Linked DNA regions of Zea mays: all the other regions are linked to region 3. A link is a contact called in public Hi-C data. All regions are on one chromosome and are shown on one strand. The core of a region is the stretch at or near the end of the contact, and the rest is flanking DNA. Distances in the headings are between cores, read along the strand shown. Region 1 holds the start of LOC100272333 (Bifunctional 3-dehydroquinate dehydratase/shikimate dehydrogenase chloroplastic). Region 2 holds the start of LOC100383326 (ARM repeat superfamily protein). Region 3 holds the start of LOC100275620.

The links. Hi-C and Micro-C count contacts between places; a contact is called where the count stands out from the background.
Region 1: a Hi-C map of ear shows a contact between it and region 3, with 2.7 times the contacts expected there. The contact joins the promoter of LOC100272333 here to the promoter of LOC100275620 in region 3. A contact is called at or near these places in 3 of 25 Hi-C or Micro-C datasets (ear, endosperm and tassel).
Region 2: a Hi-C map of leaf shows a contact between it and region 3, with 7 times the contacts expected there. The contact joins the promoter of LOC100383326 here to the promoter of LOC100275620 in region 3. A contact is called at or near these places in 3 of 25 Hi-C or Micro-C datasets (endosperm, leaf and tassel).

What each region holds. Positions count from the first base shown.
Region 1 is chr3:134,805,813-134,808,631 of Zm-B73-REFERENCE-NAM-5.0, forward strand. LOC100272333 (Bifunctional 3-dehydroquinate dehydratase/shikimate dehydrogenase chloroplastic) reads right to left here and starts at 1,486. Exons shown (of 10, transcript NM_001146817.1): 1 at 1,113-1,486; 2 at 799-904; 3 at 300-518. The coding sequence starts at 1,357.
Region 2 is chr3:135,375,349-135,378,135 of Zm-B73-REFERENCE-NAM-5.0, forward strand. It overlaps LOC100383326 (ARM repeat superfamily protein), which reads left to right and starts at 1,417. Exons shown (of 1, transcript NM_001175984.1): 1 at 1,417-2,787. The coding sequence starts at 1,512.
Region 3 is chr3:135,079,221-135,081,943 of Zm-B73-REFERENCE-NAM-5.0, forward strand. LOC100275620 reads left to right here and starts at 1,473. Exons shown (of 4, transcript NM_001175133.1): 1 at 1,473-1,815; 2 at 2,525-2,723. The coding sequence starts at 1,568.

The sequences.
Region 1 (2,819 bases), core at 236-2,735, 270 kb before region 3:
TCCTTTTCGGTCTTAGTGATAACAGGTCAGAGATTTCATTACTACAGTCTTGAAATGTGAGCATTTGATATGAGGAAATCCGTAGGTGTAGCAGCCTAGCCCCTAGCTCTCCAATGATAATCCGCGTTTAGTCACCAATAAACCAGTTATACTGCTATCCTCATACAACGACTTGCTGGAGATTGGAAGTGCACTAGTTTGTTTTAGAATTAGCAGAGAGCCGTGAGTGCTATGGATAATTTGGCAAAAGTTCATATCTCAGTCAAGAATATCACAAACTTGGATATAGTAAAACTCACATGGCAATGTGCAAGTACTTGAAACATTCTTGATGTGTCTACAATGTCAGCAGCAGTGGTTTCAATTTTCACAATGTCAGCCCCCGTTGCTCGTATCTGAGCTACTAAATTCAGAAGTTCATGTACCGATGGAGTGGTCTTGTAGTCGTATGCTGAAATGATGAGCTTACAGTTTTGAGGTTTCTTCCCAGACAAATACTTCATAAATTTGTCGGCGACCTGCAGAGCAGCATGGTAATAGTGACAATTGAAAAGTGATTCACTTGTCCCAAAAACATGTAATTAAGCACAAGAAGGAAACTGCATCGAAATGTACTCCAACTCTGAACTCTCAGATATCCAATTCAGTAGTACTGCACACATAAAGCTATGAATTCGCCAAGCCTCACGAAATGGTCCTAAAATCAAATGAATAAGGACAAATTCTTTGCCCTGCAAACTAGCCTTTTGAATTGTGACAGTCTGAAATTAAATTAAAAGGAGTGAGGACGGAGCCAACCTTGAACTCGACATCGACATATTCAGCTCCCAGCTCCATTGCCAGTAGAAGCGCCTCAAACCGTGGCTCATCTTCGCCTGCGTACTGGCCTCCCTCCCAATTCGGCCTGCACAATCAAAACCAAGAAATACATTTCTTTTCATACGAGATTAACTGAGCAAATACATATTGTTCCACTGATGGTACAATAGAAACACAGTCTGAAAACTACAAAGAAAAAAAAACAAATTCCCCTTTCAATTGTACTGAAACCAGCCAGAACCAAGTGCTCACAGAATGCGCCAAGAAGGTGTCCCCGAGAAGAAGATGCAAACCTGTAGGTGACGATGACGGGGAGCGAGCGGGGCTGGGCGAGAAGCACGGGCAGGTCCCTGCATGGCGTAGACCAGAGTAGACCAGAGTAGACTGCCACGCCGCCGGCGTAGAAGTCGCTGCAGTCGCCATTGGCACTCGGTGCGGTGGCTGGTGGGACTTGGGAGCAGCAGATCAGCTTGCCGCGGAGTGGCGCGTTTAGCTCTGCGGCAGAAGTGTACGCGTGGCTGCCGGGCGGTACACGCATAAATGTTGCACCTGCCGGCGTTGCCTTGTCCCCTAGCTCCTGGCGGCGGCGGCGAAATCCGACGTGGGTTTTGGCTGCCGGCCACCGCCGGCTCTTTTGGCTCTGGAGGTGGGTGGAAGTGTGGAACTGGGACCTCATTTTTTAATTTTTTTTCAGAGGGCTGGCAGTGAAATAAGATGCGTAACTTTTCAAAACTAACTAAAAATCGACCTGACGTCGGGCGTGTCACGGCCAGAAGCCTAGATGGACTCAATAACTTATTTTTACATGAATTTTATAGTTTTTTCTAATAGTACGGGGCTTGTGGTTTTTTTTGCAAAAACTTCGCTCATCTCTGTAACAAAGAAAACAATTAGAAGTTTTAGAGGATTTTAATCATAGGGCTAGTTCGGCAAACCTATTTTTCGAGATTTTTATTTTCCCATGAAAAAATCAGTCTATTTTTGTGCAAATCTAGTCCTACATTTTTTTATTCCTATTGTTATTAGCATATAGGTCATGCTAATGCTACAATCCGAGAGAGAGGAAGAAAGGGGTCAACGGTGGTGGCAATGGCGCGAGGGGAGAGATTGATGGCGGCGCGAGTGAGGGGAAAGGGGCGGCGAGGATAAGGGGAGAGAGATGTTGGGGGCGGCAGGGGAGGGATAAGGAAAAAGATAAAAGATGATTTAAATAATATTGTAGATTGAATGAGTAAGAGATTTATCCAATAATCTAAACAAGTTTTTGCTGCGTAAACAGTTAATCACCTCTCCACAACAAGACTCTCCCCATCCAAACCGTGATATCAGATATCCCTAGTGACACATAAATGCATTGACATGATCAGAAAAGGGGTTGCAACTGTGACCAGCCAAAAACACAAGACTTGCACAAGTATCTGAACTCTGAAGTATGGACACATGAACAACATGAACTGAGAGTTGTACACAACATAATGGTTTGATGTTTGCACAACATCTCTACTATAAAGCATATTGTGTGTCACGCACGAAACACATGGTTATTCTCCATTTCCTATGGATAAGGCTCATCTCGCCCATGATGCAAAACTAATGGCCCGCTATAAATCATTCGCGTTCCTGTCGTGACTCGTCTCGCTAACGGGCCGATGGGCGGCTCAGTCCTCCTCGGCGACACTCCTCTAGTCGCTCATCATCACTGCCCCATCGCGTCGTGGACATCAGCATTGCCAACATCGTCATCGGGTCGCCGCCTTCTCCTAGTCGTTGATGCCGACCTATGCTAATAAGAAGTTGCCAACAACAATGACAGGGAGGTAAGACGAGGCCGCAGAACTGGTGAAGGGGGAAGGCGGAGGTGAACAGGAAGAAGATCCTCTTGTCGAAGGATGGACGGAGTCTGTTGAGGCCTAGCCGTGTGTAGACATATATTTTCTTTTTTCCACGTTTCTTTGTAAGATATTAAGGTGTTTATGGAATCATTATGCACTAACATTTTT
Region 2 (2,787 bases), core at 167-2,666, 300 kb after region 3:
TAACAGACCTGATTCGAAAAATATTTTTGTTTATCAAAAACACTCCTAGAAACCGATTTGCATGAACGATTTTAAAACTGCTCCTAAAAATCATTTTCTTTCACGATCGATGGTATATAGGTCTTAAGAATGGGAGATCGTTTATATCCTAAGGGAAAAAATTATGTAGTAGTGTATAAAAATATCATATAAATGAAAACATGCTTCAATTTTTTAATGCCTTTTGTGAGCAAACAAAATATAGAAACAATAGATATTAATTTGTTTCGCCCAAAAAAGGGTTAACTCGAAAGAAATTGGATTGAGAAAGAAGATTTAGAGTAGCGACGAATATTAATTGTTTCATATTTGTTTTTATATTTTTCTCTTGGATAGATATAGCATCGAGTTGTGCTAGATAAGATTTAGTAGATATTAACATTTTAAATATCCAACTTTAAGTATACAGATACAGATCGAATATATGGACGTCCTTTTGTCCTTAAGGCAGAGTCACTAGGTACCACGTTTTCACCGTCAGTTGATATAGGTCCTGCATTATTTTATTCTAGAAGACAGGGGCAAAATCTGGATCAGGCGTTTGTGTTGGTTAACTTGGAGACACAGACACTGGACTTAAGCAAATATATATCATTGACGAAAAGCAACTGTGCAAGCGTCGCCATGTAAATTTGGCGGCTCAGAAAAGCTAGCTGCAGCTTTCAAGAACTGAGCTGTACGGTTCGGTTGGATAGGCTGTTGCGTTGCGCCGTGACACCGTACGTATAGGAGCTACAGCGTCAGCGTGTAGGACTGTAGGTACAGCACGAATTCTTCAGCATCATCATGCATGTACTTCTGCGTATACGTGTACATACTAATAGCAAGCAAGATAGGCGATTGAATACTCTACTAATCATGGGCGCGGAAACTATACCAAATTCTCAGGTTTTCCGTGCGTGGACTCTGAAGAAACCGACCGAGCTCTCAATATGCCTGTCACCGACCCACTTAATTCTTAATTGCGTATGTATGTTGCTCAGCTAATTACGCGCACCACCCTCCGGTCCCCGGCAGCAGATTGCATCAGCCACTCCCTCCCGCGTGGCCGCGTGGGCGTGCGTGGCCTCCAAATCAATATGCATCGACCTTGTTTGTCCTTGCGTCCACCCCACCACATCCTCCTGCATGCGTTCCCTCTCCGATCCATCCACCGCACTGCCGCCTGCCGGCCCGGCTGGCTGTCTGGCTCACACACACTCTCGAACCGCCCTCTTCATCTCTTGCCTTCCGGACAACCTCGTCTCCCGCGCTCACGCAACCGCCCCTTGATCCACAGCCATGGCGACCTCCTCACGCCGCCACGCGCATACACTGGCCGAGACCAGCGTATATAAGCACCGCACTGACGCAGCCCTATCATTGCATCTCCATCATCAACCGCTTCGATTAACCTTTTCCCGCGAAGCACACATTCAAAGCTAGCTCCAACCTTGGAAGTAAGGTGGATCGACATATCGATCGGCAGACTAATGGACGTCTCCGACCAGTCAGTGCGGCTGACCATCGAGGCGCAGCCGAGCGACCCGGCGGTTACCCCCGGGTTCATGGCGGCGACGCCGTTCGAGCCGCAGCTCTCGGACTCGCCACCGCGACCGAGCGTGGCGGCCGACGACGGCAAAGACGACGACAACAACGAGGCGTCCTGCAGCGCGCGGGGGCGACTGGACGACGGCGCAGCCGGGCCCGAGCGCCGGCTCACGCTGCTGGCGCTGCGGCTCGCCGTGCTGGAGAAGGCGGCCAGCGGACTGGGCGCGCTGGGCTTCATCTGGGCCACCGTCGTGCTCCTCGGCGGCTTCGCCATCACGCTGGAGCGGGTCGACTTCTGGTCCGTCACCGCCATCCTCCTCGTCGAGGGCGCGCGCATCTTCAGCCGCAGCCACGAGCTGGAGTGGCAGCACCAGGCCACGTGGTCGCTCTCGCTCGTCGACGCTGGACGGTCCAGCGTCCGCCTCGTCGCGCGCTCCTTCCGCTTCGTCTTCCGCGCGGGCGGCTGCGACTGCGAGAGCGGCAAGGCGTCCGGCGGAGCTGCGGCGTCCTGCAGCCACGCCGGGCGGAGCGGGTGGGGATGGAGGTCGGCCTGGACCTGGACCGCCTGGCCCTGGAGCTGGAGCTGGAGCTTCCTCTCGGGCCACGTCGGCCGGCTGTTCTACTGGCTGCAGCTGGCGTCCGCGACGGCGTGCGTGGTGCTCTCCGGGGTGCGTCTCGCCAGGCAGGACTTCGGGGACGCCGTGGACGCGCGGACGAACCGCCGGTCGGCGCTCGACATCTTCTACGGCCTGGCGCTGGCCGAGGCGCTCCTGTTCCACGCCGAGAAGGCGGCGTGGGAGTGGGAGGTCAGCCACGGCCGCCTGCTGGAGCGCGTCGCCGACGAGTGCCGCCTCGCGGGCGCGCCGGGGCTCCTCGCCATACGCCGCTTCTTCTACGACGCCTACTCGCGGTGCATCGAGGGGAGCATCTTCGACGGGCTCCGCATGGACCTGGTGTCCTTCGCCGAGGAGCTCATCGTCGGCGGGTCCCACGACGAGCAGCGCATCGGCGTGGGCATCCTCGTCAACGTGGCCGCGAGCCCGCGGCTCGGGGACGGCGCGCTGCGCCGCGTCGGCACGTCGCCCGCCGTCGTGGAGCGCCTCGTGGACATGCTCAGCTGGAAGGGCGCCGCCGAGCGCGGCGCGCGGGCGTCCGCGGCGCTCGTCGTGTCCAAGCTCGCCAGCAAGAAGCGCAACGCCCTTCGCGTCGCGGGCGTGC
Region 3 (2,723 bases), core at 223-2,722:
TGGATATAAGACCCATATAATAGATATTAAACTGTAGATAACGTACTTTATATTAGCCAAAAAAACCAAAAAATGTACGAGTTCAAAAGGAGACTTACCCTTTTTTATAGTTAACTTTTTATAGTTATGTTAATGGATCGTCCCCCTTTAGCTAATGAGGTGGTACTATCCAGAGCGTTGTGATGTGTGCGACTTCGTATCGCGTGGGTTTAGGTGTTTTCTTATGGTCCATTCAGGAGGTAACGACTCATGTCACTTGACGACACACGACGATGGTGGAACCATTATAAGAGCAGAGATGTTTAGATCACAGTTAGATTAGAAAGAAATACAATGATTTTTTGTAAAAGAGACGACGATGGAACCAGGAAAACTAATGCTTTATAGAATTGGCAATTCATGTAAAATATTGAGAAATTTGGAGGGACTATGATTATCCCTAATCATCCAATGACACCTAGAAAGCAACCGTCTCTTCTAAAATCACATGTTACATATGGCAATGCGAAAATAAAGTTAAATTCGATTTAATTGATAACTATATATATACGTGCACACATATATATGTATACAAACACGCACACACATATATGTATCCACACAAATGACTGAAGCTATAACAATTAAAGAATGACTAAAAATATATCAGGCCAAAAAAATATATTTGTCTTTTTGTTTTCACGTAAAAGTTGAATTTTAAATTCATATTTTTTAAGGTGATCGATAACATCATAACTTATGTTAGAAAAGCACGTTAATAAGTTTTCATTATTATTTTATATTTAGTTTTGTATCATTAAATTTATTATCATATCTGTTCCCTAACATATCAAAAAATAATTATAATTTTTTTAGACTAAATTATGCTATTAACTACTTAGGAACAAAAAATAAAGGGAAATTTGGATCCATACCATTAAAAGATCACCACTTTGGATCCATACCATTACTATCTCACTTACATGTGGGTCCACATGAGTGAATGACATGTGGGGTCCATGGTATATATCTAAAGTTTGGATCTTTTAATGGTATAGATCCAATTGTTCCAAAAATTAAACTAAAAACTCCGTTTGTACGTAAAGAAATAAAAAAACTTGTTAACAGGTAAATTGAACCAACTAAAAAATGGAGGGATAAAATAAACTACCAAGATATTATAGGGAGTTATGTGAACATTGTCGATAGACAATGAAAGTATTTTGTACCTTTTCTTAAAAAATATAGACCTCTAGAAAAACTAAAAAAAAACTAGCAGTAGAAAATATGTGCCGGAGAAAACCTAGGAGCAGGGGAGCCCAGCCAAAAGCACAAAGCCATTGGCGACTGCGATCGTCACTCGAAAGCGGCTCGCCGTGTGCCGTCCCCGGCGGCCCACTCCAAAGCCCCCCAATCTTGTCGCTTTTTGCGCGCCGTCGCCCATCTATCGTGTCCGCCATCCCAATCGCCTCCGGCAAAAACCCTCCGTTTCCGCCGCGTCCCCCTCGCTGTCCCGGCTCACCGGACACCGGTCGAGTGTTGGTGCTCGCTCTCGCGGCTCCCCTCTTTCCTGAGCCTGGAAGGGCCGATGCAGGCCGCGCCCGGGAGCGTCTCTTGGGCCGCCTCGCAGCCGTCCGTCCTCGGCCGGTGCGGCGGCGGTGCACCGTCCGCTTCACTCAAGTGGAGAGCTGGCGGCGTCGGAGGAGGGGAATGCAGGGTCCGGGGCCGGGACGTCGTCGTGCCGCGCTCCTGCGCGCGCGCGCAGGAGAAGCGCCTGCCGCGGGTGCGGAAATCCAAGGAGGAGAGGAGGGAGATGGTGGAGTCCTTCATCAAAAGGTACCTTCTTTGTCCAGCTGCCCATCTTTCCGCTCTCTCGTGGATGCACATCTTGCGTTGGAATCATTTGCGCGCCTGCAGCGTATGGTCTGATCGATGCTGAAATGTATAGGGTGTTTGGTCTGACGAATGAACACAACTCACTTTTTTTTTTGTTTGGTTCGTGGAGTGGAATAAGTTGATCCATTACCATCTTTAGTTAGTAATAAAATAATATGGAGGAATACGAGAAATGAAGTCATCCCACCAAATTTGAGGAATAAACTAATGACACACCATCTCATTTTAGGAATAGACTCACGATGCACCATCTCATTTTGGATGGAGTGCCAAACATCCCCTAATGAACCAACCGGTGTTTCCTAGTGGTAGTTGGTAAAAGACACGATCCCAAGCCAGACTTTAGTTTCCGTACTGCCTCAAGCCGTCTGTACCCTAAAATCAAAAATGTTGATTTGGTTTTATTCTAGCTATATGCGAGTCACTCATTTGTGTTAATCTAATTTGAAATCTGTGTGCCGTTACTTGTGCTTATAATAATTCTGACATTTATCCAAAATTTGGCCCGGCATGCAGAGCAGCTGTATTTAATTTGAGATGGTTCATGATTTTTGTTTGGTTATTGTTTGTCTGCTGAATGAATATTCTGCAGGCAAAAAAGACGATTAAAATTGCTAATCCAGTTCACAATGTTTTTGCTCTGTTTCAGCTACCGAGTTTCAAATGAAGGAAAATTCCCATCAATTAATCTGACACATAAGGAAGTTGGAGGATCATATTATATAGTTCGTGAAATCATGAGGGATATCATCCAAGAGAATAGAGTCCTTGGTCCTGGTGGATTGGATGCTATGACACTTAGTTTTGAAGATTGCGCTGATTCTTCAAAGTCATCCATGAAGCTTGAA